Regions from separate parts of the Drosophila melanogaster genome. Here region 2 is linked to region 1. The links are chromatin contacts, called in public Hi-C maps. All regions are on one chromosome and are shown on one strand. The core of a region is the stretch at or near the end of the contact, and the rest is flanking DNA. Distances in the headings are between cores, read along the strand shown. Region 1 holds the start of Pp2C1 (Protein phosphatase 2C). Region 2 holds the start of kdn (knockdown).

Region 1 (7,164 bases), core at 2,396-4,895:
GGATACCCGGACCCGGCGCTCTTTGTGCTGACACATTCGCACGATCCAATATTTTCCGTAATTTACTGAAAACGCCTAAGCAAAGGCGACCAGCAAAGCTCCACACGCAGCTAATCACAAAGTAGCAATCGAATTCACAAATACAGTTAGCACCCGCTAAACGCCTTGGCATGCCATAATACATTTTAGTATTATAATTTTTATCTTTGGCTTTACTCTATTTGATTTTAAGAAAGTATACAGCTAATTATATCTTCTTTACCTGCGATATCAATTGGCTTTACATTGTCTACTTTGCATAAATCTGAATGATAAGATGTATTATCTTGTTATATGATGAGCAATATGCCATTCTCAATTCAGATTTCTTCCTGTTCAGAAACAGATTGACGAGATTAATTTCCGATATGCTCGGTGCTGCTTTGCATACGTATGTATGTATTTATGTTCAGTCTTGAAACGTATTTTTTTATCGGCGTCTGGAATTTGTTGCGATTTAGCAGGTTCGTTCGTGTTCCTGACGTTTGACAGTAACGTGCAGGGCAGACAAATCATAACGGTAAAGCTGGCAAAACTGTTGGCGGGCGGAATCGCACACAGTGAGAGCGAGAGAGGGAGGGATAGGGATTGCGGATAGGCGGGTGGGGATGGGAGGTAGACAGCCGAGAGTTGACAGGTGGCCAAAGGCAATGGAGTGAGAGGGACGGCATGTGTGTATTTGTATGGATGCTGCAGCTACCTCCACTTCTTCTTCTTCTCGCTTTTCTGATGAAGTCAATTAGAAAACTGCATTGACAGTTAAAAAGTGTAGGGGAAAGAGAGAGGGGAAAGAGGCAAGACAGGAAGCGGAAGAGAACACAAGTTGTATATTTATGAACATGAAACAGTGCTTGTTTTCAGCATTATTTTTTTGTTCAGTGTTAATCAAACACACATATAAAAATTCGTGTGTGTGTGGCTGCGTGAATGACTAGCAAAAAGCGTTCCATAGTAACTGCTGCAGGTCCCGGTCCAGTCCTGTCTCTCTCTCTCTCTCTTTCTCTTTTTCTCTCTGTGCTATCAGCCTGACATTTATATATAAATATATTAAATATATTAAATATATAAATATATTAAATATATAAATATATATATATATTTTAAATATATATATATATAAATATGTATATGCGTAAATGCCTAGCAAAAGGCTGGGACGGGGCCCTGCACCTGCTAATATGTAACGCTTTTTGCTAGTCATTCATTTTTTATATATATTTATGTATATTTTTTATAGATATATTATATACATATATTATTATATATATATATATATACTAGACTGGACGGGGCCCTGCACCTGATACTATGCAACGCTTTTTGCTAGTCATTCACGCAGCCACACACACGCGCCGCTTGCACATACACGCTGGGTAATTGAATTTCCCGTTTGCAATTGGAAACCCGCGAATTTTCAATGCAGGACTACACTCGGCTTCCCTCGCCGAACCTCTACTGTACTCTAATTAGCAATTTTCACACAGCCTAAGGGAAGAACAACTGAAACTTTCGACAGCTGATCAATCATTAGCCCGATTGTTCTCGAAAAACGTTGCGAAAACTCTGCTGAAACCGCTGACAAAAAATCACAAAATCTTCTACTATTACCTGCGTTTCTATGCATAATTAAAATGACGTCAACCCGAAAACTTGATATCAGCGTAGCTCCAAATAAGAGCCAGAAGCTGACAAAAAAAATGTTTTCTGTGTTCTCCCACACATTTTGCACCACGGGAACTTTTCGCATTATTAAAATGCATAACGTTGCTTTTGCATTCAAGAACATTCACACGGCGTTTTCTTTTTGTTTTTTGCTAGGTATTTTCTATGACTTACCTTTTAATTTTTCCTGATTGCGCGCGATTTTTTCACTCATAGTTCAACAGCTGTCACCAAATAAATTCTAATGCAATACCAAATTTGAACTTAAAAAAAAAAAGTTGTGGGCAGGAAAAATGCGGAATGCGTGTGTATGTGTTTGCTTATTTCTCTTTCGGTTTATTTTTTTTTTTAACAATTTTGCACGCAATACAAATTTAGCACGCCGCGGCTACTTCACTTTGAGAACAGAGAACGAGAAAAAAAAGAACAGTAGATAGGGAATTGTTTTTTCAGAAGATCTCTAGGAACCGGGTTGAAAAAACATTTGCCCCAATATACTTTATTGTGCGTGGATGTGTGGGTTTTTTACCGCTAAGCGTGTCGCCTGAATTTTACACTGGAACGGTAAATGGAAGGTAGAAACACCCTGACTTCTCGACAACTGAAACACAACTGAACGTTTTGCTTGCTGGTGATTAACTGAGTGACGGCTTCTATTTCGGTTTTCGACTTCGGTTAATCACACGACGGACGACGAGCTCCAACATACGAGTCGTAGGCGGCTCTGATTGGCCAGAACACGGCCGCGTCTGGCAGGCCACGCTTGGCGGGCGACGTCTGGCACCAGTGATGCTTATTATCGATTCGATAACACTTACCGATGTAGGGATGCTAATAATTGACTAGTAACGGGGGAATATTTTGTCGAGTATGGAATTAAAATCCGCGTAAAACTGTTGAAAGTCAAATATGTTCTCTGAAATCCTGCACTCGATAACCGGTATTCAATATTCGATTGAATGCAATTTAAAGACGGACATCACTGATATAGGAGTTCTAAACGATACAAGCAGCTGACTTTTCGGGTGCATTCGATTTAGCTTATCGCAAATATCAATTTATTTTATCGCACGCACTCGATTTATTTTATCATCTATGTATACATTTTTTTTTTTTAATTTTATATAAAAGAATTACTATTGCTGGCTAGCGGTGTTTCGATAAAAAAAACATATTTTTTGTATTGCAAGTAATTAAAACTATTTACAATAATAATGTTAAAGAAATCCAAGCCATACATTGTACATTCGATTAAATTTTGTATGATGCAACATAGTTTCAAAAGAAATCGACATGTAACTGACGAGAATATAAAAGCTGAGACGGATAATGAAACATATCTTTAATGTTATAAATTACAACCAGTTTGTTTCCAAATTTTTTTTCATTGACATACTTATTGCGTCAAGTAATAAACTAATTTAAAATAAGCATATGTAAAATAATAATGATACAATTAGTTTTTTTTATAAATGAAAACATTTATAATTATATGTTTGTCAAAAAATGCATTATAAAATGATATAAACGTTTGAAAATATACAGTACCCAAAATAATATTTGTATTCTTAATAATCTCGTTAGTTATCCGTAACTTGTGGTATTCATATATATCGCTATAAACATACGACTTTAGCTATATGAATGTATTTGAATGAGATGTGCAATAAGAAAATCGTTACCTTTTTTTAAACAGCTTATTGTGAATTCAATTATGATTATCATAATTCATTATGGAGACCAGACATTGTTTATTAAACTTATTGCTTTTAAATGTTAGAACAAATTTTAATTGCCAGAGAAAACTTACTTATAACAACTTATAATAAGTGTATAAATTACGAAAATCTTAAAAATAATGCACTCAATACATTCATCGATTGCAACCCCGTCCTCGTTGTTATCGATTGGTGTGCTGCCAGCATTATACATCGCCTATGGAGCGTGGTGTTTTCGACCTACTTTCACAACGGTCACACGCTTTCTATTTGATTTTTTTTTCAACATAATTTTTGTTAAACAATTTGCCGTGAATTTTGTTGTGTGTGTGGATGTGGACGTGCTGACAGCCAAAAAAATTAAAATAAAAAAAAAAGAAAAGTGTTCGCAAGTCGAGAGCAGAATCGAACGGCAAAAAATGCTGGCGAACAACAAATCATCAAGGTAAAACTGCGCGCCTTGGTCATTAAGTCTTTCATCGAGGATAAAAGACCGATGTCTTTTAACGTTATTGCTGTAAGCAAAAGCAGAAATCACAATCTACTCATAAATCCTCGATTTGGTGCAAATTAAAGGAAATTCATCGGTTTTTGGCGGCCAGTTGCAAACACAAAATACTAAATACGCTAGATGGAGCACGCATACACGCAAGCTCGTTGGCGAACGTAAATTACATACATCATATAGATAGTCGTCCCGCTTGCACTGCCCGTCACAGCGAGGGCTGCGAGAGCGAGAGCGGGAGAGAGAAAGGCCTGAGTCGCTTTTTCTTCTTGTACTTTATATATTTTTTATTGTTTTTTTGTGTTGTGTTGCGTTGTACGTGTGTGTGAGAGTGCCAAATGTCAACGGAAATTACAACACTGCGAGACGGAGAAGTCTAAAAGGCAGAAGAAGAAGAAGCAGCAGCAGGCAGCATAAACAAAACTCGGGGGAAAACCACAAAAAATAACAGAGGGAGAAGCAGGAAGATGTTGCCCGCCAATAACAGGAGTAGCACCAGCACCCATACCAACACAAATGCCAACACAATCAACGCCACTACCAATACCACCAACAGATGCCTCATCAATACGGCCATCGAAAAAACGGTAGTCCGTTTGCGAGAGACGGCAGCGAATAGCGGTACTTTCCAGGACTCAGATGAGTCGTCCGTGGAATTTGATATTATTAACTATTATGGGGACGACGGCGGCACAACTCCAGCACCAGCTCCAGCCACAGCCTCCGTTACTCGCCACGGCGGCAGCAGCAGCGGCAATAACAACAATAACAGTGCATGCCATCCAGCACTGGATGCCAGCAGTGATGTTGTTGTTGTTGAACCGGCAGCGGTAGGAGTCGCACAGGAGGAAGAGGAAGAGCCGGAGCAAAGGCCAGAGAGGATCAGCATACCCATTCCCGACCTGGCGTTCACCGAGATGGAAGCATATGCCGAGGATATAGTCGTCGATATGGAGGGGGGATCACCAGCCAAGCCTTTAAATCCAAAGAAACAACGTTTAAACTCAGCAACAACCACAACAATAAATCGCTCGAGGGGCGGCGGAGCGGCACAGAGTCGATTACGCCGGTCGGCGGCCATCGTTCCACCGCGATCGATTCCAGAGAGCTGTGCCAGCAGCAGCAATTCCAATTCGAGCAGCAGTTCCAACAGTAATTCCAGTTCCAGCTCCGCTACAGGAAGTAGCGCATCCACCGGCAATCCGTCGCCGTGCTCCTCCCTGGGCGTCAATATGCGCGTAACTGGACAATGCTGCCAGGGAGGCCGGAAATACATGGAGGATCAGTTCTCGGTGGCCTACCAGGAATCACCGATCACCCACGAACTGGAATACGCATTTTTTGGCATCTACGACGGACACGGCGGTCCCGAGGCCGCGCTCTTCGCCAAGGAGCACCTTATGCTCGAGATCGTCAAGCAGAAGCAGTTCTGGTCTGATCAGGATGAGGATGTCCTGCGGGCAATACGCGAGGGATACATCGCCACACATTTCGCCATGTGGCGGGAACAAGGTGAGCAAGAAATAGCTGGGAAACTAAGCCATCTTACAGTTGAGACAACCCAAAGAAAGCAGTTAGTTGGCATAAAGATTTTAAATCATACGAAAAAAAGAGAATATAATATACTTGTATTTGTATTTGTTTTTGTGCCTTCTCTCATGCAATTTCATATCAAAATTGTTGCCAATGCCAAGCGACCGTTAGAGATGCGCGAAAACTGAATTAACTGCCAGTTGGCGGCATTCAAACCGCGTAAGTCCCCGTTGTCAGGGTTGCCGTTTCGCACCACCCCCCCACCCACACAAAAAAAAGTTGCCTCAAGTTTCGAGCTGCTCCCTTGGGTCTCCCATCTCTAGGTAATTATGCAACCGTGTGTGGCGATGACTCAACCATCGCTCAATTGCTCATCTCTATTGTCAGCCCACACTAAAAAGATACAAGTACAGCAGCAGATACAGATACAAATGCACACACACACTTAGTTATCGCGAGTGGAATATTCCACGGACTTGCCATATGGCTGTACTCTCGCCAAGCATGGCAACCCCGCTGTGAGTTAGAGCGGGACGTCCGTATGGCGGCGCGGCCCACCAAGGCGTTTCGAAATGCGAGAACGAAAGAGATGCAACGAGTGAGAGAGCGAGAGGTGGCCAAAGAGAAAAGAAAATAAATGTGTGCCCATTTTCCTATTCGCATAACAAAAACAATGTACACAGAAATTCAAGGGATGCCAGAAACGCAGATACACGTTTGTAGGTGTGTATCTGTGTGGGAAATATCAATATCCGTCGTTTCGATATACCAATATATTCAGTTAAGCGCCAAAAATCCAGGGGCCTTAGAAAATGATTTTTTCAACTGCTTGCATCATGTAAAGTGGCTGTTTAAATGCTATTACTCATTGCCTCATTAAATATATAAATATAAGTAGAAATTGTATTTAGTTGTTTGGGAAAATCCAGAATTTTAAAGCGATTTGGTATTGTTTTCTTTTTGTCCTTACCCTATTCATTTTTTATAATTTCATTAAGTTATTTAGGTTTTCTGTTAAAATGAAGGAAATTTTATGACTTACACAACCATTTTTTTTTTTTTTTGTTAAGGCTTAATTCTTCTTTGATAACGTATAAGTTAAGTTGGAATTATGGAAAATTCTAAAATCTGGTATTATCCTTTCCCAACCCCGCAGAGAAATGGCCACGCACTGCCAATGGGCATCTGAGCACCGCCGGCACCACCGCCACAGTGGCCTTTATGCGTCGCGAGAAGATCTACATTGGTCATGTGGGTGATTCTGGGATCGTTTTGGGTTACCAGAACAAGGGCGAACGCAACTGGCGTGCTCGTCCACTGACCACGGACCACAAGCCGGAGTCACTGGCAGAGAAGACGAGAATCCAGCGTTCCGGCGGCAATGTTGCCATCAAATCGGGAGTTCCGCGAGTGGTATGGAACCGACCCAGGGACCCAATGCATCGCGGTCCCATTCGCCGCAGAACTCTGGTAGATGAAATACCCTTTTTGGCGGTGGCTCGTTCCCTGGGCGATCTCTGGAGCTACAATTCCCGCTTCAAGGAATTCGTTGTGAGTCCCGATCCGGATGTCAAAGTGGTTAAAATAAATCCCAGTACCTTTAGGTAAGTGATCCTGATTAATTAGCTAAACTGCTGGACATCTTAATATTGAATAATTTGCCTGCAGATGCTTAATTTTCGGCACCGATGGCCTGTGGAATGTGGT
Region 2 (7,695 bases), core at 935-3,434, 1.7 Mb before region 1:
ACGTTAGCACTTATCATTCGCCAACAACAATGAAGAGAATAAAGTTCTTAATCGCAAGCACATGTCTGGAAATTCTTTTTTTTTCAATTCCAGCGTGACGTGTGTTGAAGAAGAAGAAGAGGATGGGAAAAGAGGAGTAGGATCAGATGAGGGATGGGTTGAGGAAGAGCGAAAGGGAGGGGAGAGGACGAAGGTTTTAACAACAGAAGCGACACACTTTACGGTTAGCTAACTGGAAGGAGGTGGATAGAGATCCCAGGAAAGCATGGGAATTCGATACACTGGTCGAAAAGCAAAGGGGTAATTCGAAAAGTTAAAATGAAGAACTCACCTGTGCCTCGGACAATTTCCGTGCGGAAATGCGATAGAGCGACATGGCAATGCGATTACGTACGGCTGCGAGTAGAAGAAAAACACTTTCGCCTTGGCTAGAAAAAAACACACACACAGAAAAAAATTTGCTTTCCTTTTTCTGGAAGTGAAGTGTTCTTTTCGTGGGTCTCTCGTCTAGCAGCTGCGCGGCAACTGAATGGCGCCAATCGCATTTTCTGCGGGAAGGGGCGGCACGAGCGCAAAGAACACCCGCTAATTCCCACGCAACGGCGTTTTCCGCTCTCCCCCAGAAAGGTCACACTTAAGGTGGGCTGCCTGCTCTGGTACTTGAAAAAAAACGCCCACGCAACTTATTTAATTGAAATAGATGTTATATGCTTTGGATGCATTTTTGCTCTACTAAGATCCATATAAATTGACATTTGCTCGAGTGCAGACTAGTTTTCAATTCCAATTTTAAAAAAGTCTATTAGCTATCCCAGTCGACACCCCCCATTTCCATGCATTTTAAACCGCTCCCTGACATTGTCTGTTTGCTATAGAGTATAAATACTGTCGTGTGAGGGAAATATCTTTTTATTGCGGGAAAATCAAACACCGACTTTTGTAAAAAATAATCATATTTCAACTGAAGTTTTATAATAAAGCTTTGCCGAAAAAGGCCACAGATCAATAAAAAGTTCGATATTCACGAAGACGTTTATCATCATAACTTTGTTAAAACTTGTCGTACAGTTTACAATTTAGTAGTTTTAATTACTTAGTTTTAGTAGTTTTTTTACTTTTAGTAGCGAATTCGCAGTGCTAGGATTCCTACCACTTTTTGAAGGATTTAGGGAAATTAATTTTTGGGTCAATTTTTTTTTTGTAAGGGGTAACATCATCAAAATTTGCAAAAATTGGCCAAAAAATAGAATTCCTATTTTTTGATACAGTTCGACAGGGAATTTAAATACGAGCTCGACGAGGTATTGCATTCCGTATTCAGACAATTATTTTTAAAGTTATGGCAAAAAAAAACTGATTCTTTTATGACGGAAAATCGAAAAAAATTATTTTTGCAAAAATTACAAAATTATAGATGGGCATTTTAATCATAACTTGACTAAAAGTGATCACAAAGCGAAAAGAATAACTGTTTTGAGCAGCTAATTGCGAAGGCTAACCATCCCAATCACTTTTTGACCGATTTGGAAAAACTAATTTTTTGGTAATTTTTCGCATTTTTTGTAAGGGGTAACATCATCAAAATTTGCGAAAAATGGTCAAAAAATAGAATTTCCATTTGTGGATACAGTTTGATAGGGAATTTAAATACGAGCTCAACGAGATATGGAACTCCATATTTGGACAAATATTTTTAAAGTTGTGGCCAAAAAACTGATTCATTTTTGAACGAAATTTGGAAAAACAGATCTTGGCAAATATTAAATAAAATTTGTTTATGGTCATATGGTCTTGGTCACCTTTCTCGCTGTTATGGAAAAATCAGATGAAGGGAGATTTATATTAAAAGAAAACTCACTTGGGCATCCTGCATATCAGGCATGTTCAAGGTTTCCGGAGTCGCCGATTGTTGCTGCTCCTTGAGATTGCCAGTCACGTTATCCTTTTTGGAACGCATTCGGAATGAACTTGGAGTCCCAATGGACTTCGAGTCCCACATAGAATTTTTAGCCAAATAACGTCGTTGAAAGGCAAAATGATGGCCCAAAGAGCCATTTCCGAAACGGCGTACGAACATTACTACTTTTAGCTGTAAATATATACGATATTTCGAAGTTTCTAGTTCGCTTTTTCTCTTGTTTTTGGGAATGTGAAAGCTAGTGATGTAGGATACAAAAATTTATTTTGACAGGAAAGCGATTGCGATAAATATAGGGATGGTATCAAACAGTTCGGAATACTGTATATACTGTAATACCGTATAAACGTTTGCACGTTCTACTGTGACTTGTTGTTGTGATTGTCTTTCGATAATAATATAATATAAATCAAATAAATTGACTCAACTTTTCACGTTAGAAAATATTTTTCAACTTCGTTTGCAGTATTCGCCACTTTTTGGTATATTTTCGTCACTACTTGGTATTTTACCCTGCCCCAAGTCAGGCCACACTGCCTTGGTGTTATGCAAAAAACGTCATTTTTTTGACAATTCAACAGATTTTTTCCCTTTATTCGAGCGTAAGTCCCAGTTTACCGGCCAAACAGCCGACTGATATATACTTTGTACCACAGGAGGAGTCACCATGGCGACGGCAGTGCCGCATTGTCCCCCGAAACAGGACCTTCCACCGCCGGGCGGCTACAAGAAGATACCCTTTGCCCGCGTGCCACCGAAGAGCTACTTCACAGGTGAGCTCCTCCAAATCCCATTGATCTAACCATATATGTGCTGGTAACTATATCAATCCCTCGGCAGGCTTCACCACCATCGGCACCTATGTGGTTGTGACAGCCGTTGGCCTGGGCATCTACTACTTGACCGCCAAGAAGGTGAAGCGCGACGAGATCGAGATGCGTTCCGCCCAGAATGTCATCTTTCCCATTTTGGTCGCCGAGCGGGATCGCGAATTCCTGCGCCAGTTGCGACGCAATCGGGACGAGGAGGCCGAGCTGATGAAGAACGTGCCCGGCTGGGAGGTGGGCACCTGGTATGGTGAGCCCGTTTTCAAGACCCTGCCCGAGGATACCCTGGTCACGCCCATTTTCAAGGAGTTCTACGCCCACTCCGACTGGAAGTCGTACGCCAAGCGTGCCCACTTGAAGCTCTGGTCCTAAATCGGCCTAGTTAATGGATTAGTTAATGCCTAAGCACGCACCTTTTTGTTTGTAGATCATCCGCCTAAGCGCCAAAAAAAGAAAGTATCGACCAATTATAATGTCAGATCAGATTGGCTGAAATACCGATTCTCTTTGTGTGTGTTTAATCCAAATCCTGTGCTGGACCACCCGAGGTAGCCAGAGATTTTTACCAAACCGGGGGCGTTGCCGTCCAGCTGCAATATAGCCCACGGGCAGTGCTCAAAAATGGCCAAATTAGATGGATTTGGTGGCACCAACAGCGGGGAATCCCAGTTGGCTGTGTCACCAAATTAAAATCTAATTGAAAATCTGCTGCTTAGTAAAAATAATAAATTCACAACATAAAACACTACGAAATGCTTATGATTCAATAGGGATTATTAAAATAGCAATGAAGAAATCTTGAGCCATTGAAAAACATTCTTGATTTATTTTATTTTTATTTTTTATTGAATTCAACATCGATTTGACGCTCGTTTTGTGTGTCAGTATTTGGAGTTTCGGGTTATTACACAATAGCGGGTGATCGTGAGCTCTAACATTAAGTAGTCGTAATTATAAGTAAGTAATATATATCTATACATGGGCCATGATCGACATCCGTCGACATGCTTTTATCTTCAATTGTAAACCGCAGAGTTGGCCTGAAATCATATAAAAAAAAAAACAACTGTGTGTGTGGATTTGTGTACAACTAGGTAAAAGATAAACCCTTTCCTTTGGAATCGCTTGACGACAGTGGCCCCCGTTGTGGCTCCCAAAAAATACAATATGGGTGTGGACTTATGTTTGCGTGTAGATAAACAGCAGCTGCTCCTTTCTCCTGGCCCGGGCGGCTAGTGTCCGAGTTTTGCATGGGCGAATCATTAGAAACTAGCTCGTGCTCCAGCTAATCCTACTGCTCCTAATCTACGTACTCCTGCTTGATAACAACGTAACGCACTGGCGGCGGCGATTTCTGCTCATCACGCTCCGGCTCCAGCTGCTGCCGACGCCGCCAGTGCTCATCACGTTGTGGCCGCCTCTACTTCATGTCCCTTCGACGCTTGATGCTGCCATCGCAGGTGGGCAGATGGCGCTGTAGGAAGCCCTCGAAAACGAACTTGCGGCCGCAACGTACGCAGCTGAACTCGCGCTTCTCCTCCACCTGCTGCTTGTGCTGCCGCAGTGCCTCCGCATTAGAGTACTTATCGCGGCAGGCGTCGCAGGCATAGCGTCTCTTCACCTGGCCAACATCGAAGACGACGGTGAAGTTCTGCGAGCAGAAGGCGCACTGGAACTCCTTGACGACCACCTTCTTGCCGCCGTGCTGGGCGGCCAGGGCCACCGCTTCGGCCTCGAGCTTGTCCTGGTGCTTGTGCGACTCCATGTGGGCGGTAAATTTGCTCTCCTCGACGAACTTGCGATAGCAGCGGGTGCAGCGGAAGGGCTGCTCGCCCGTGTGCCGCATCATATGCTCCTTGAGGTAGGCAACCGAGTTGAAGACCTTGCTGCACACTTTGCACTTGCGTTCATCGGTGGAGATCTCGTTCCTCTGCCGCAGGCAGGCGCGCATATGAAGCTTCAGGGAGCCGGCGGCGCTGTAGCAATTGCCGCAATTGGGACAGTAGAAGGTCTTGTTGCGACCATACGGATCTTGTTCGGCATGGTCGATGGTACTCTCGAACACAATAGAGCCCACCTCGTCATCTTCAACCTCCAATTCGCCGCCCTCGTGGTCGACGGTGACAAACTCATCGTCATGCTCTACCTCCTCGCCATCCTCGAGCTCTTCATCCTCCTCGACCTCCTCGCCATGAATATTGGGCACAATATGAAGGATGGTGTGTGTACCATCGCCCTGTTCGATGGTCTCCTCCTCGACGGTGCTGTTCTCGACCAGCTCCTGCAGGGTCACCGCGTGACCGTTCTCATCGATAATCACCTCCTCGGCATTGACCAGCGCCTCGTGGTCACGATCGCTGAGGGTCACCACCGCAGTTTCGGTGTCATCGTCGTCGCCGGTGGTATAGGCATACGTATATTGCGTCTCCTGGCCGTCATCTTCTTGAACGTGCTCCTCATCCTCCTCGGGCTCCTCCTCGGGATCAACCTCGGTATCTTGCTCGATAAGCACGGGCACGATCTCCTCCTTCACCATGGAATACTTCACGCGCTTGGCATTCATATCGAGTTGGCTTTGAATAAGTTTTGATCACTTACGACCTGTTTTGGCAAAATCTGAAGATCTGAAGATTTCACAGTAGCCTTTGATTTTCCTACTTTAACAATATGATTTTTTCCCGGCGACAACCCTGCTTTGCCTCTGCCTTTGCCTTTGCTTTTGCTTCTCCCTCTCGCACTCGGCTGACGCGCTGTCTCTTTCGCACGGCTGGAATTAATATTGAAATCAAATTCGAGCACCTTATGGCCCAGCTGGATTCGGTACTCAATCCCCGCCTGCTTTATTGCCAACTTCTTTTTGGCGGCCTTTCGCTCTGGGTTTTTTCCACAATAGTCAACACTATGCGTTTTGCAATTATTTGCCGTCCGTCACGATTCTACTTTTGTGGCAACTTCGGCCAAGATGGTGGACACTGGAAGTGGAGCTGCATGCGGTCTGGCCCGCCGCGTCAGCGATTTTTTAGTGCGTTTCTCGCATTTGGTATTTCCCGATGACCGCCGCCTATCGGCACTGTAATCGGCGCTGTTATCGGTAGCTTCCGACAAGCTGGCAGCGCCGGCCGCTTGGCGCGCATTTTGAACGCTGATCTCAACGTATTTTTGAATTTAAAAAAATACAAAAAAATTAAATTCTAGATGTACTTTCTTGTCAAAGTACGTTTTTATTTTTATTGGGATGTATTCGTATGTAGAAAATATAATGGATGTGTATCAAACCGATCATTTAATGCCTGTGATATGTATCTAAGTGAAACTACTGCTGGGTGAACCCCCTTTAGCCCCATATCCCACTGTATTTTCAACGATTTCAAGACATCAAGACGTGCCCTGTCGTGAGGAAGATGTCAGGGAAATGGGCGAGATTATTTTCGCCACTGCATTTGTCACGTCGCCAAGCAATTTCTGCTTTCGGCTGCTCAATGGTCATTAAAAAATTTGCCAGCGCCTCAGCGAATCTAAAATTAGTGCTGCTATATGTGGAATTGCACTTAGAGTTTCTTTTGTTTTTCATGGCATTTCTATTAGCGGACGTGTCACTTCTTTACGCCCCCCTACCCCCACACCTCCAAAAACGACCTTGAACCAATTATCGCCGATTGACGAGCGATCGGCGCTGTCGGAAAAGCTCGTAACTGACTTAGCCGATTGCCAATTGAAGATCATTCAACGAATTCCCATGAATGGAAAGTTTTTGCTTCGTTAACCCTCTAACTACTGTATTTATCCTACATTGCATTATTTCGAAAAGAATACAAGACTTTTGAATACCTTTCGAATTTGTATACTAAAACTGATTATAATATTTAATATTTAATATTATTGTGAAATCAGATAGAACAATCATCTAGATTTAGTTCAAAGATACCGGCATTGAAGGTTCTAAAGTATCTGAGTAAACAAAAATAGTAACATGAAGTGGAAAAGGGTTAATGACGCACCATCACTTGAGCACCAAGATTGCAATCAAAGTATCCCAAGTCAATTGCGTCAGTGGAGGGTACAAAATTTCAAAGTTCTGTATTTATTACTACATGGGGGTTCCGCTGCCCATCCAATCATCAATTTCTGATCTCTGGAGTGGGTAAAAAGTACATTTGTAGATAGATGTATGTATGTAAATGGGAAAATGTGACCGATTGAGCCCAACGTGGCAATCACGTTTTCATTTAGATGAACGGGTGCCACTCACCAATTGCATCAGAATAAATTACGGCTTAAAAAGAAGGTTATACTTCATATTGTGTTTTTATTTTACATCAAGAGTTATGGGGAATCTCAAGTTGAATGTGGTGGATTTTTAGTTAGTTACTACCAAGAATAGGTGCCTTTGAATCGTACAAATATGACGTGTTTTTTTTGTCAAAGGAACATGTATTGCATTCACTGATAAGGATATTGTGGTAGGTTATAGTTTCGGCTTATCGTGTACTTCCAGTGAAACTTTGCAGTTCTACAAATTTCTACAGTAAACTTATCGAGATGCTATGGCAATACATACATACGCGAAGTGTATACTTACGTAAGCACAAGTTTCCCGAATCTTCCATCGTCCCATCCATTTGAATTTCAAGTCTGAAGGAAAACACTGGGTTGAATACCCATTTTATCCGAAAACGTGCTTTTGAGAAGGTCTCAGTTTGGCTTATCAATGTTATGGCTACTTTAAGTATCCAAAGAATATAATCCATACACCATTTTAATATTTCCCATATTTCCCAACTGCAATACATTATTCAAAAATATTTCATTTTCACTAACAGTTTTAAATTGCTTTCCCATGATGATTGAAAAATGCAAAGTAGCCAAATGCAAGTAGTAGTTACTGGAAAATTCCGAACAATTGGATAAATGAAATGCGATAGTATTTTGGTGGCATTAATGATAATGGAT

Evidence for each region. A called contact is a pair of places that touch in the nucleus more often than the background predicts.
Region 2: a Hi-C map of the Kc167 cell line shows a contact between it and region 1, with 6 times the contacts expected there. The contact joins the promoter of kdn here to the promoter of Pp2C1 in region 1. A contact is called at or near these places in 4 of 107 Hi-C or Micro-C datasets (the Kc167 cell line, embryo, eye imaginal disc and 1 more).

Annotation. Positions count from the first base shown.
Region 1 is chrX:4,683,384-4,690,547 of dm6, reverse strand. It overlaps Pp2C1 (Protein phosphatase 2C), which reads left to right and starts at 3,645. Exons shown (of 3, transcript NM_001297938.1): 1 at 3,645-5,436; 2 at 6,614-7,061; 3 at 7,126-7,164. The coding sequence starts at 4,392. ctp (cut up) reads right to left here and starts at 2,345. Exons shown (of 3, transcript NM_167015.3): 1 at 1,876-2,345.
Region 2 is chrX:6,345,118-6,352,812 of dm6, reverse strand. It overlaps kdn (knockdown), which reads right to left and starts at 2,184. Exons shown (of 3, transcript NM_167072.2): 1 at 1,859-2,184. The coding sequence starts at 2,077. It overlaps ND-B16.6 (NADH dehydrogenase (ubiquinone) B16.6 subunit), which reads left to right and starts at 2,412. Exons shown (of 3, transcript NM_001316630.1): 1 at 2,412-2,520; 2 at 2,575-2,691; 3 at 2,759-3,797. The coding sequence starts at 2,586. The coding sequence ends at 3,117. It overlaps CG3847, which reads right to left and starts at 5,710. Exons shown (of 1, transcript NM_132089.4): 1 at 3,577-5,710. The coding sequence starts at 5,308. The coding sequence ends at 4,166.